2 separate regions of the Bombyx mori genome follow, and region 1 is linked to region 2. The links are chromatin contacts, called in public Hi-C maps. All regions are on one chromosome and are shown on one strand. The core of a region is the stretch at or near the end of the contact, and the rest is flanking DNA. Distances in the headings are between cores, read along the strand shown.

Region 1 (6,363 bases), core at 624-3,123, 67 kb before region 2:
TGATTTTTATTTGTTTAATGGAAGAGGGGGTGTACAATGGGTTCAGAGCCCTTCGTTCTCATGTCAGAGCGAGTCTTGTCGCTTAATCCGCTGAATGTTATTCATCCTGGCTGAGCCCTTGCTCGCCCCACCTGTCCTGGTGAAACTGGGAAGACCTCCGGGCCACCAGTAATCTCTCAAACTTAATAAAAAAAGGTTATTTGTTATTACATTAGTGTCTTGTTATTCGTGGATGATAAACACTAACCTTTTTTTTATTGCCTTTGTAGGCCGACGAGGATACGGTACGACTGATGGTAAGTGGTCAGCGAGCGTACGAGTGATGGTAAGAGGTCAGCAATGCTAAGGGCACAGGCAAGTCGCTGCCTGCCGTAAGGTACTCTTCGCAAGCCTCGTTGGAAGAAGGACATGTCAGCGCTTAGGAAACACCGTTGAGCTCATTCTAAAGACTAAGGTTAATGGAAACCTGTATTCACACACTGAATATGAATACTTGCAGGCTCATGTGAGTTTCTCTCTCTCTTCAATCGGTCCTTCATTGCTGAGGATCGTGACTCAGTTTGATTCCGTCAACTAGCTGTCTCCATCGATCCCGTTCTGTAGCTTGGTGGAGTGCGTCTCTGAGAAGTATTTTTAGTTCCTCCGCTGTTTGGTTCGACCATCGTTTGGGACCTCCACCCTTAGGTCTTGTTCCTTCGATTTTACCGGTCACCACAAGGCGTTCCAAATTGCTGATATCCCTGCGTGCGACATGACCAAAATACCGCAATATTTTTTGTAGGCAGGTTGTGGATAGACGTTGAGTCTTTTCTATTTTTAAATGCTTGAGAATAGAGATGTAAGGCTATGTCGTGAATTTTTTTTTTTTAAAACGTGAGTGTAATGAAATGAGAAAGCAGCTAACCATCGCATCGGTACGTATCAGAGTCCCGCTAGTCTGTCAGCTTTTGTTTGCTTTACATCGCGTGCTACGGAAAAAAAACATGATTTTCCAATTGAGACTTTCCAAATGAGAGAACTATCCTTTGAATTTATGAATTTACTTTACTAAGAATTTTCATGTCCCGGAACGGTTCCAATACACCCTGTGTAATCCCTGTGTAAATCATATGATCTTTTGTCACAATCGTGTTGATTTTTAAATTATAATAGAAGGAAACTATTTAGGTATTGTCATATATTTGTTCGATAAGATAATAAATACATTTTCTTCGAATTAAAATATAAATAAATGACTACACTTCTTTTAATGCAAAACAATTTTTTGATTTGTACTCATCAACTAAACACACTTTGTATTAAATCTTTGATTTGAATTGTCTGTGTAATTTATTTTAGGTATTAACATTCCATTTATCTTTTAGTATTTATAATAGAAAACTCAATTTGTCAATATTTTCAACAAAATTTTGAGTTTTGCAAATAAGTGTACTATCTAAAAGTTGCAAATAATATTACGAGTGTAACGATGATCCTTAAAGATTTTCCTTTTTTTTTTTAAACTAATTGGTAAACCATTACGTCATCGAAAGATTGTTTAATGGATTGATTAGTGATGTTTACATGTACTGAAATAAAATAAAATAAAATAAAAATGTTCAAATTATCATTGTATTATTGTGAAACGCACCTATCTCGTATCTTATCTCCGCCAAACGAAATGGAAGCTAGTCGATCGGGAAATCGAAGTACCAATAGTCGTGCGTAATATGAAGTTTCTCGTGCTTGGTCGAGGAAAATAGGAAGTAAGGGGTAGGGCGCATCTCGGTCCCCGAGTTTGGAGGCTGGGAGCCGAGCGCGGACCGCGGACTGTCGCTCGCCGCCACTTGCCAGTCTGCCACACACGTCCGCAGTGTTCGTACGTACTGATCGTTTGACTGACGCGGCTCGCGCATGCGCTGAACGATCGCGAGCACAACAACACAATATTTCAAACCACCCCCTTGTCAACCGGTGACAGTGACGTTTCGGGGGAGGCACGGTGACAATAAAAACACGTTTACTATATATTTTTGTGAGAAATTTTTATGTGAATAAAAGTGCGGCACGATCGGTGTTGTGTTGTGAACGTTGTATGTAAGGATGGATGGTCGCTGGCCGGCCGGCTGAGCGCGATGATGCGCAAGGGTATTGCCGGAGCGACCGGCGGGACGGAGTTCACGCTGAACGCTTCGAACTGCATCAGCCTCCAGCAGATCCTGGAGGCGTTCAACTCGTCCATAAGCGAGGAGCACGCCTGGGCACTGTGCTATCAGTCGGCGCGATGCTTCCAGAGATGCATTGCGGACGGAAACACCTGTTACTTGGTGACCGAGCCTAAGCATATCTTGCTACATAAAGATGGGAATATACATCCCAGCACCTTGCTGCATCCAGGAGGTACGTGCGTTAAAAACAAAATTTATGATCAACATTCTGATGGATTTTATAAATAATTGCTCTTATCAACGCTACACACGCAGACTGATCGAGAAACACGTAATTACCAAAAATCATGGAACGATTGCAGCGATGATTTAATATTCAAAACATTTTTTATTATCGAGCTTCATCCTGCGATATGTTCAGCTCACGTCTACCATAATATGATATTGTAAATTATATTAGTAGGATTATTAAAAAATACGTCTAGAATTTATGTTAATTTTTAGGGGCTGGGAAAATAATTATCCGCCACTTCAACCTCCTGAGATGTTTTGTGTCTAAATTACCTACAAAAGCTACGTTTTTGGAATTACTTATACACCTATAAAATCTTTCGATTATTGAAATTTATACAGGCATATTAATATTAATTCTCATCTCGAAGTGGTTACCAATTATTCTAAACAGTTTAATTATGTATGTATAATAATATGCTCAGGATCAACAGGAAGGCGGTAGCAGAAGCTTGGTTGTGGTTCTGCCATTGCTGTTGTCCATGTAGTTTCGATTTGAAGGGTGCGTTTCCCATATCTCAAATGCAATTTCGACCTCATGTATTAAGGTGGACGACGTTACGATAACTGTAACTCCAATTACAGCCTAACAATAATTAAGTCGAAATTTCGATCCATAATATCATTAAATAATACAAAAAGAATTACTTAAATACAATCGTCAATTGTTATAATTGTACCAACATGAACATTTTTGATAAATACCTAAGTATTACATAAGTATATGTCTGATCAAATGTCTCTTTGAGGACCATCCGATTTTTCGTAGCTAGCATCAATTAAATCTAAATTTAATGGCTGCGGTTCGATAATTCAGAACATAACACATGTTATTACATTTGACTACAGCTTAAGGTGTTGTTATCAAACTAATGTTGGCTGGTAAACGACCTTGCAAAGAATTTTCTATACCTAAACGTGTGATTACACGAATATCACAATATAAAAGAGTGATAATATGTGTAATGAAATAAATTTCGATTGCGGCTTAATTTTGTAAAGATTGTAAAATTTATTAATTTAAGTATTTTGCGCTACAATCAAAGTTACTGAAAACACTTTAGATGACGTAAATTAGTGACGAGAAACTAAGGCGCGTAATCGCACGCAATGCAGTTACGGAAACAATGCGACAACGGGATATCGTAGGTATCTCGATTCAAAAATCACATGGAAGATAGACCGCCACCCCGTCTATTTCTGCCGCGAAGGAGTAATATGTACGTTCCGGTTAGAAGGCTGGGACAGCCGTTGTACTATAGAACCTCATACAGAGACCTCAGTCTGAAGTGAGTGGCAACACCAGGTGGCGGTGAGCTCGTCCATCCACATATGCAATAAAAAAATAAATAAAAAAGCTTTACAATTAAATAATTAGTTATACATACATTTGTAAAGAACCTCCTTAGAAATGTTTAATGCCTTTAATACTGCACAATAACTTAGGTAATAAGCCCGCTAGTCTCTTATTGTGCATTTCCCCTAAAACAAGAACTCAATCTTTGTTTTTGTGGTAGTATTAGCGCTGAATATTCCCCATTTCGTCTTAAGTTATTAGTCAAAATGCAGTAAGTAATAGTAAATTAATTTCACTTACCACCACTAATAAAATTTGTTATTACTAATATACTATAATGATACTATCACTAATTAAATCACAAATAAAAAGTGAAATTCTATATTGAATAGAAACATTTACCAATCATTATGAAACTATAAATATTTTCTTTCAATGCCCCTCCGCCTCCATCATTTCGATTCATTTCACTAAGTCAACTCTTATGATTAAAATAATACCCATAGACACTGTCCATTGAGTTTCTCGCCTGATTTTCTCAGTGAGTCGCGATTCCGATCCGGTGGTAGATTTTGCGACGCACTGCTGTTCTTAGGGCTGGTGTTGCAAATTCTGTCAGGTCGAGAGCCCTTGGGTACACCCACTCGTCCGGGCGTAGCTGTAAAAGGCTATTAAGATACCAGCCAATAGGTACTAGGGACAAAAAAGGTTCCAGTGTTTAATGAAGTTAATTTAGCCTCAAACAATAAATTACATAAGCGATTAACGACGTTACACAAATCGATTACCGCAGGTATGACATCCAAAGTTATGAAGCCGTAATTCCGGTAGGGTCCGCGAGCCCAGGTTCATTCGTGATTCGTGAATAGCCTTACGCGTCACTCACGTCACGTAGGCGTAGTGGCGCCGGTAGCGCATTCACGTTGTCGTTACGAACGTGACGGGTGACTTTTAATGGAGAATGTTTTTTTTTGTTTTCTTTTTTTTGTTTTTGTGTTCACAAAACACTGGCATTATTATGCGCAGTACGTTCTTTTATTTTTGTTGTGAAATTTTCCATTGAAGCAGCTCAGAATGGCAACGCTAGAATAGGCTTTCACGGTATTATGAAAATCTGGGATTGACATCAAAATCAAGCTGTGAGCTCGTTTGTCCAAATAGAACATTAGAATTGTTGAAAAATCATTAAAATCTTTCTTTTCATTTTAAGACGAAAGACGGATTAATCCGCGTCAAATTATAAACAAACATTTATTGTCGATACCGCGACTTAAAAAAATATACTGTAATAATAAGAACATTGATTTTTCATGTAACAATTGCGTTATGAAAGACACAAATACTTAGGCACACAATTTAAGGGGCTTATTTTCGTAAGAGTTTGTGTCATTAATCTTATCGTGAAACGACCTTCACCCCGTGTCAGACAAAGCAGAATTTGTACACACGGCACCTATTAAATTGTCGTTACGTCGAACAAATATGACACCGAATCTTCCTGTCGTATTATTTTGACTAGAGGTCCCGCAGTAGTCGAAATTCGACTATAATTAATTGGAATTGTAAGTTTATTGTATTGTATTATGATTAGGTACATTTTATACTTCTATAATCACAAATTTTGCCAAGACTACACTATAAAAAATATTAACAAAGACAAATAATATTTAATCTATTCTCAATTTGACAACAGACGTCAAGAACAAAAGTTTGACAATAAATAGTATGCATGCGTGTGTGCGTCAAATACATTATATGTAGTGTGTGTAATATTTTCTTTATTGATTTAATGTATCTTTTATGCATTATTATGTTTGAGTTTTATCAGCTTAAAGAAAAATAAAAGTTCAATCGATAGTAATTGCTAATGATGTTTCTCTTTATACTAATTAAATACTCGTCATACCTTCACGAAAATCAATAACGAACGGTTTCATTGTTTTGGGGTCTATTTAAACATCACGTTTTCTAAACGACTAAAACGATAATTTCTTTGGAATGAATATAATTATGTATAAATATTGATTCTTCAATTTTAAATTGAGGTATTATTTTTTACATTAATAAATATCACCGAGTCCTACACGTTGAGAATCTAGGTTAGACAAGCGTCGGACACCAATCATTAACTGACACCTCGTTTGGGTCTATTGTCTTGCAATTTACAAATTTGCATGCGCACTTAATCAATTGGGTTATTTATTGCCGACCTATTTCAAGTTTTATACGCCCTATATGCTATATTAATCAGACTAATAATGAATCCTTAAGGCGTGTACTCTCAAGGGTGGATCCAGCTTTGGCGCCAGGAGGGGGTCACATAGTCGTGGGCAAATTAAGAACTTATAATTTAATTTTGATAACAATAGATAATAAATAAAACATGATGTTCTTCAATTAGTCCAAGTTAGTTCAAGTCCTGGAACTAGCTCGGGGGGGGGGGGGGTCATGACCCCCATGAGCCCCCCCTGGATCCGCCGTTGTGTACTCTACGTAATATGGTTCGGATATTTTACTTACGTTGCTTTTCAGAAGACATTGAATTCCTGTGACGGAAATACCATGACAATCCAACAAGAAAAAACACTCTAATAAACATAACATCTGTTGAAGGTAACTTTAAATTGT
Region 2 (7,092 bases), core at 1,927-4,426:
CCTGGCTTTGTCAGTTAACGTCTCGCGGCAGACGGCGCGGAGTCCACAAACAAAACCTTCTGACAAAGACGTAAGGTCATATGATTCGCTTGGAATACAGGAAAATAACTTTTCAACGTAAGACGCTAAAGATCATTTTGGTCTTTTTATAGGTTTGCTGTACTACGCACGGGTTGTGTGATGAGAATTTACGATCGTTCAGTAGTTTCATCGGGGCTTTTCACCGGTTTTTAGGATATTGATACACACTTGATCCTAAGATTTGTTATATATGTTTTATATGCTTTAAACTTCTAATCTTAGATTGTTGAACTATTATTCTTTCCCTTTATAAAGGACAAGTTTCCATACAGATGGATACTAACTAATATCATTTTGAACAATAAAAATACCAGTATATCTGGTAAATATTTGCTAGATACTAGCGCCACATTGTAGCGAATAGATTGGGCCGTAAGTGTGTCTGTATGTCTGTCTTTTATTAACAAAAAACAACTTAATAATATCGTAAACATAATGCTGACACACTATCCCATATCAGGAGTCGAGAAGCGGGTCAAGGGTCAACAATTTCGACAATTTTTTTTGTATCCTCGTTAGTGTTTGTATTAAGATGAATCTTGACAGTGGACGCGTCCGAATTTTGTGAATACAAATTAATTTGATAACGATGATTCATTCGTGCGGTATTCAGAACTTCGTTCGGAAATATAAAAATCGAAGAAATCGTGTGTTCAGTGTATATGTAGTTTTTAGTATTATCGGTTAGTGGGTCAGGATTATAATGTTTGTCTTTTAAATTTTTTATTTGTCCTAATGTTTTTAGGCTTTTGACATGGTTTTTTTTAGACACAGACAAGTGAAACACGACGACGACTTTCCGCTCTGTGTCTCTTGCTAAATTTATGAAATGCACAAATTGTTTTGAAATAATCGCGCGCCACCTGACTTGTATTAATGGTACTGTAATTAAAACCGTTTTATGAAACGGCAACAATAACGAAGGTATACATCACGTACAAACGAACACACTAGGATTAATTTTATATATAGACTAGCGACCCGCCCTCGCTTCGCTTCGGAAACATTAAAACACACATGAAAGCAAAAAAAATAAATAAAAAAAAAATAAAAAAAGTAGCCTATGTTCATCAGGGACAATGTCGGCTTCTAATGGAAAAAGAATTTTTCAAATCGGTCCAGTAGTTTCGGAGCCTATTCGAAACAAACAAACAAACAAATCTTTCCTCTTTATAATATTAGTATAGAAAAAAGTAGCCTATGTTCATCAGGGACAATGTCGGCTTCTAATGGAAAAAGAATTTTTCAAATCGGTCCAGTAGTTTCGGAGCCTATTCGAAACAAACAAACAAACAAATCTTTCCTCTTTATAATATTAGTATAGATTATTACGACGAACCGACTGCTTATTTTGGTGATACTCAACCGCTGCCGACTTATACAGTACTTACACAATAATAGGTACGTCTCTAGCTCTTATGATACGACGGTGATGAGTTATTCTTAAAATAATAGATAGGGAAATAATATGAAGAATGTTCTCTCTACTTAGCAAGATGTTAATGGCGTGTAATATGGCATTTAGTTCAACTGCTATTGAGCTAGCCTTATTTCATTATAAAAGAAATATCACAAATAAAAAACCGCCACACAATATGGGCCATCCATCAATCGGCAAAAATTTGTAGAATAGGTTCCTATTCTTAAGACATTTGCGGTAGGCAGCGGCTTGGTTCTGCCCCTGGAATTGCTGAAGTCCATGGGTCAGTCTTAAAGTGGACAGTATCTTCGCTATCATTGTGATCTCTATTGGCTTCGAATTGCTTCGCGCTAAGAGGAGCCTTTATCCATATTGGCAAATAAAAAAGTATATGATTCTTCTGTTGGATACCGCCGGGAAGTAGGAAGGCAGCATCCCGAAACGAACCAGTCGTTTCAACGGTACAGTCGAATGTGAGTTAGTGTAGTCCGTTATCGACGCACCAACATCGATCAACTTGATCAATGTGCCTCGTAACGCGGAACGAGGGGCCCGACCGGTTGTGGCCGCGTCTATATCTATATAGATCTGTACCTTTATGAAATATACGACTTTAACACAAAAAACCCAAGACAGAAAATATGTTATAGCCGTTAGACAAGCAAGTCTCAATTTGGACTCAGTAATTGTTGATTAAGTAAAAGTATCATTTTTTTATTTATTGCTCATAATATTGGTGTTTCGTCCATAGACTTAATAGATTCGGACATTGAGCCCGAAATCTCGTATGAGAGAAGTGAAAAATAAAAAAGGTCATTAGATCCTAAATACTAGATAAGTAATATCTGGTAGGTCATGTCATGATTGACTACATTTTATCCCACGATGCGAATGATACTTTAATACGTTGTCTGCGATGTCAGATGATGTGGACTGCAACAATACTTTTATCCGGTGCGTTGAACAAGCAATGTAATTTTATTAAGTTTATTGGAATCCCTAAATGACGGAGTGGTTAGTGAGTAACAGTTCAGTTTTAGTTGTCGAAAGCAGAAAGAGGGGAGAAGTGAACCGATAGGAAAAGAGAAGAAAAAAAAGACCTGCCAAAATCGGTGATGGAAAGATCGAAGAACCACTAACAGCATGGGCGCTCCGTGATTCAGCGCAGAAGCTCTCACATCACAAGTTTAACTCCCACTTACTGTTTCATTACAAATACCAATCAGCATAGATAACCTCGCCCAAAACATGTCATTCACAAGCACCGGTCACCGTCCTCGTCGAACCCGTCGCTTGCGACGAAGGGCTCGACGGGCGAATTAACAACCCACAGACACTGAGTTTCTCGCCGGATCTTCTCAGTGGGTCGTGTTAGGGCCAGTGTTAGCATCACTCCGGCTTGAGCCCCGTGAGCTCACCTACACGTTAGGGCGAAGCTGAAATAGCCTCTCAAGGCTATCAGGATAGGTAGGAAAAAGAAAAAAAATTTGATAACCTGTCTTTTATACTCTTTGCATTGAACGACAAAATTAAATATAATCTATGTTCAACCGCATCTCTCGTGGACAATGAAATATAAACTGGCGAAATTAGAAAGGGCAACATTATGTAGACATATTCGAGCTCGTATGGCGTTCGGGTTCTCGGCGTTATGACGCTGATTAGAGACGTGACGTCACTAAGGAACCCCACCGTCGGGTACTCGCTCGGTCAGTTCACAAGATAACAATCAAACGGGCGAAAGTGAATATATGTTTGGTATCGGTTTCGTGTTATTGGCCGTCGTTGGGTTTCCATTTTCCAGAAATAGTTAATACCGATGCAAATATATTTATTTAAATATGTAGTTTGATAATAAAATAGCTGCCATTTCCGTGAATGTAAGTGTATAAATAGGGATGTTTCCTAAGTTTGATTGCGTAAACTATTTCATGAGACGACTGCAAGTATTTTTAATGATTACCGACATTAGTTGTAAAGTGTATGATTGCACACTTATTTTTAAGGACAGGTGGATGTGTGTGATATAAAGTAGATAGGTGGGTGGCGCATTTACGTTGTAGATGTCTATAGGCTCCAGTAACCACTTAACACAAGGTGGGCTGTGAGCTCGTCTACCCATCTAAGCAATAAATAAATGAAAAGTAGTTTTTGCGGGATAGAGTACCAAACATCTAACCGTCTATTCTCATAAACATTCGCATTGATAATATTAATTAGGATTAACGTCATTCAATCATAAAGGCATCTTCTCATGAGTATTTTGTAAGATCCATAACGTTATTTATTACATTAGCTATACGTAAACATGTCAATGAGATATGAGTTAAGCGGCCTTCATAATTGAAGCTATACATCTTCAAGTAATTGAGTTCATTAGTTGATCGGCAGGGATGCGTAATCATAGGCATTCACGGATCACGTTTTTCTTGTTTATTTTTCTTATTCGTTTAACGAAAATGAGGCTCAGTAGATTTTTTGTTGTCTTGTATCCATTACAATAGTAATTTTTGAAATCATTCAGTTGAGAATATCTGTATATTAATTAATACGTGAAGAAAATCTTTATACCCCTTTGTACGAAAATTGCGCGGACGGGGGAATATGAAATTTTCCACACTTATAGAGAATATAGAGAAGGAGTGCAGAATGCTAATATTTAAAAAAAAAAAAATATAAAAATACATTAAATAAATAAATAAAACATTACTCTCACAACCATGTATTATATTTGACACACACCCATGCATACTATTTATTTATGGTTAAACTTTTCTTATTGCTGATAGTCTGTGGTCAAATTGAGAATAGATTAAATATTGTTTTTCTTTATTAACATTTGTCTAAAGTGTAGTCTTGGCAAAATCTGTGATTTTGGAAGCCTTTTTTTATTGCTTAGATGGGTGGACGAGCTCATAGCCCACCTGGTGTTAAGTGGTTACTGGAGGCCATAGACATCTACAACGTAAATGCGCCACCCACCTCGAGATATAAGTTCTAAGGTCGCAGTATAGTTACAACGGCTACCCCACCCTTCGAACCGAAACGCATTACTGCTTCACGGCAGAAATAGGCGGGGTGGTGATACCTACCCGTGCAGACTCCCGAGAGGTCCTACCACCAGTGATTACGCAAATTATAATTTTGCGGTTTTGGTTTTTATTACACGATGTTATTCCTTCACCGTGGAAATCAATCGTGAACATTTGTTGAGTACGTATTTCATTAGAAAAATTGGTACCCGCCTGCGGGATTCGAACACCGGTGCATCGCTACATACGAATGCACCGGACGTCTTATCCTTTAGGCCACGACGACTTATAAAGCATAATCTTATAGGAAATCTTTGACAATAGAACCATAATAATGTTCAAACTTATAATTTCAATTATTTATAGTCGAATTTCGACAGCCGGGCGACCACTAGTTTATTTAAATACTCTTATAAATTGTCTTCATCTGTATCTCGTGTCATAATTAAATCTTTAAAGTCGTGTTAATTCTATTTATCATTATTGCACTATCATTATCGTGTGTATTTCTGATAATATTACGGAGTTATGATACCGCCGAGCTTGTCTTGTGATGATTGAATGGATTCTTAGTTTTTACCGTCAAGAAGCGAACCACGGTATTATTGACTTGATGACAATAATGTTTGTGCTAAACTAGGTCAATGCTTTTTGTTTTTTAATTTTTACGTTTACTTGTATGAATGATATTTTTATCTGTTAACTAGTTAGTCGAGTTATTAACGATTGGCACGACGGGATGGATGTAATATGCTCTGCGTCAACCCTGTCTCGCCGTTTCAGTAGCTCCGACTGGGTTCTGGCCCGGTCCGGGGTAGGCTGCCGGCTGTGAGCGGCAGGAGTTTTTAGTGAGGTTCAACTCCCACATAACCTACCTGCCGCGGGGGGAGGGGGGGGGGTTATCCTGCGATTTTCTCCTGTGGAAAAAAAAGTTATTAAAGGTGATGACTATTAAAGTACGGAATTGAATAGCGGTGGAAGTCAGCATTTTCTTTACAGATGTTCGGGGTAATTTGTATATGGCCCACCTGATGGTGACTGGTTACCGTCATCCATGGACTTCAGCAATGCCAGGGGCAGAGCCAAGACGCTGCCTACCATTAAGTACTCTCCACAAGCCTCGTTTGAAGAAGGATATGTCATAGCACTCGGGAAACACCGTGGAGGGGAGCTCAATCCAAAGCCGGATGGTACGTGGCAAAAAAGATCTGTGGAAACGCACTATGGATGAACGCAGTGGCTCCAGGGAGTATGGATGAACTCTACTCCGGTGGCGGGCGGTGCGATGGTAAAAACGAGATGATGGAATCCTCTCAAACAATTTCTCAGAGCACTACTACCTACCTAACCTACCCTACCTAAGCTGGTAGAAGTCGTCGTGGCCTAAAGGATAAGACGTCCGGTGCATTCGTATGTAGCGATGCATCGGTGTTCGAATCCCGCAGGCGGGTACCAATTTTCCTAATGAAATACGTACTTAAAAAATGTTTACGATTGACTTCCACAGTGAAGGAAAATAACATCGTGTAATAAAAATCAAACCCGCAAAATTATAATTTGCGTAATCACTGGTGGTAGGACCTCTTGTGAGTCGGCACGGGTAGGTACCACCAGCCCCCTATTTCTGCCGTGAAGCAGTAATGCGTTTCGGTTTGAAGGGTGGGGCAGCCGTTGTAACTTAGACCTTAGAACTTATATCTCAAGGTGGATGGTGCAATGCCAATGTAACCGAGCGAGAAAGGTGAGTGCACATTTAGCTGTCCTAATTTGTTTCACAATGAAGTAGGTATGCGACGACTGCTAAAAACACTTTAGCGGCTCGTTATAACCAGTAATCGTGTCATTCCGGACCAGAATGCACAGTTACCTCAAGTGTTACGGAGACAGAACGAGTTTACCGGTCAACATTGGATTGTCGTTTCGAGAAATCGAAAAAAAATTAAGAGGTGTCCGACGACCGTAACTCATTAACATAAATACGTTATTTTTGAAAATGTACGATTCAATGAGGATGTAAAGTAATCTATACTTATATCTATACTTAGTCTGGCCATAAATACTGTTACAATTAAAAATAAACAAAATATATTATTACATTTGAATTTGGAATCTGTCATTTTTATATGATTGCTCATTGAGTTTTCTCATTTTGGCGCTAATACATTGTACAATATTTTGCGATATTAAAATGGAGTGGGGTGATAAAGAGAACCGAATCGCTGTGATTGCATTATACAAAGTAGGTATGGAGCCAAATGCAATTTTTAAAACTCTCCATACGCTTGGTATTAGTAAAATGTTTGTGTACCGAGCTATTAATAGGTGCAATGAGACCTCCTCCGTTTGTGAGAGAAAAAAATCTGGCCGTCCACGTAGTGTTCGTATGAAACAGGTGGTCAAAGCAGTAAGGGAAACAATTCGAAGAAATCCTGTCCGAAAGCAAAATATTTTATCTCGGGAGATGAAGATAGCACCTAGAACCATGTCGCGTATTTTAAAAGATGACTTAAGACTTGCAGCCTATAACAGACGTACTGGTTACTTGGTACTTAACTGATA

What was found. A called contact is a pair of places that touch in the nucleus more often than the background predicts.
Region 1: a Hi-C map of whole pupa shows a contact between it and region 2, with 1.6 times the contacts expected there. The contact joins the promoter of LOC101738498 here to the enhancer-like site in region 2. A contact is called at or near these places in 3 of 7 Hi-C or Micro-C datasets (midgut and whole pupa).

Annotation. Positions count from the first base shown.
Region 1 is chr4:15,990,853-15,997,215 of ASM3026992v2, reverse strand. LOC101738498 (protein spire) reads left to right here and starts at 1,873. Exons shown (of 17, transcript XM_062668357.1): 1 at 1,873-2,379. The coding sequence starts at 2,115. LOC101736631 (tyrosine-protein phosphatase non-receptor type 23) reads left to right here. Exons shown (of 22, transcript XM_038010755.2): 22 at 1-1,606.
Region 2 is chr4:15,924,780-15,931,871 of ASM3026992v2, reverse strand. The region is part of intron 2 of LOC101738498 (protein spire); the gene reads left to right. Among protein-coding and RNA genes, the nearest start is that of LOC134198825, 47 kb to the left of the region's middle. Within about 2 kb of position 3,176, at least 5 of the 8 cell types and tissues checked have open chromatin away from gene starts, as enhancers often do.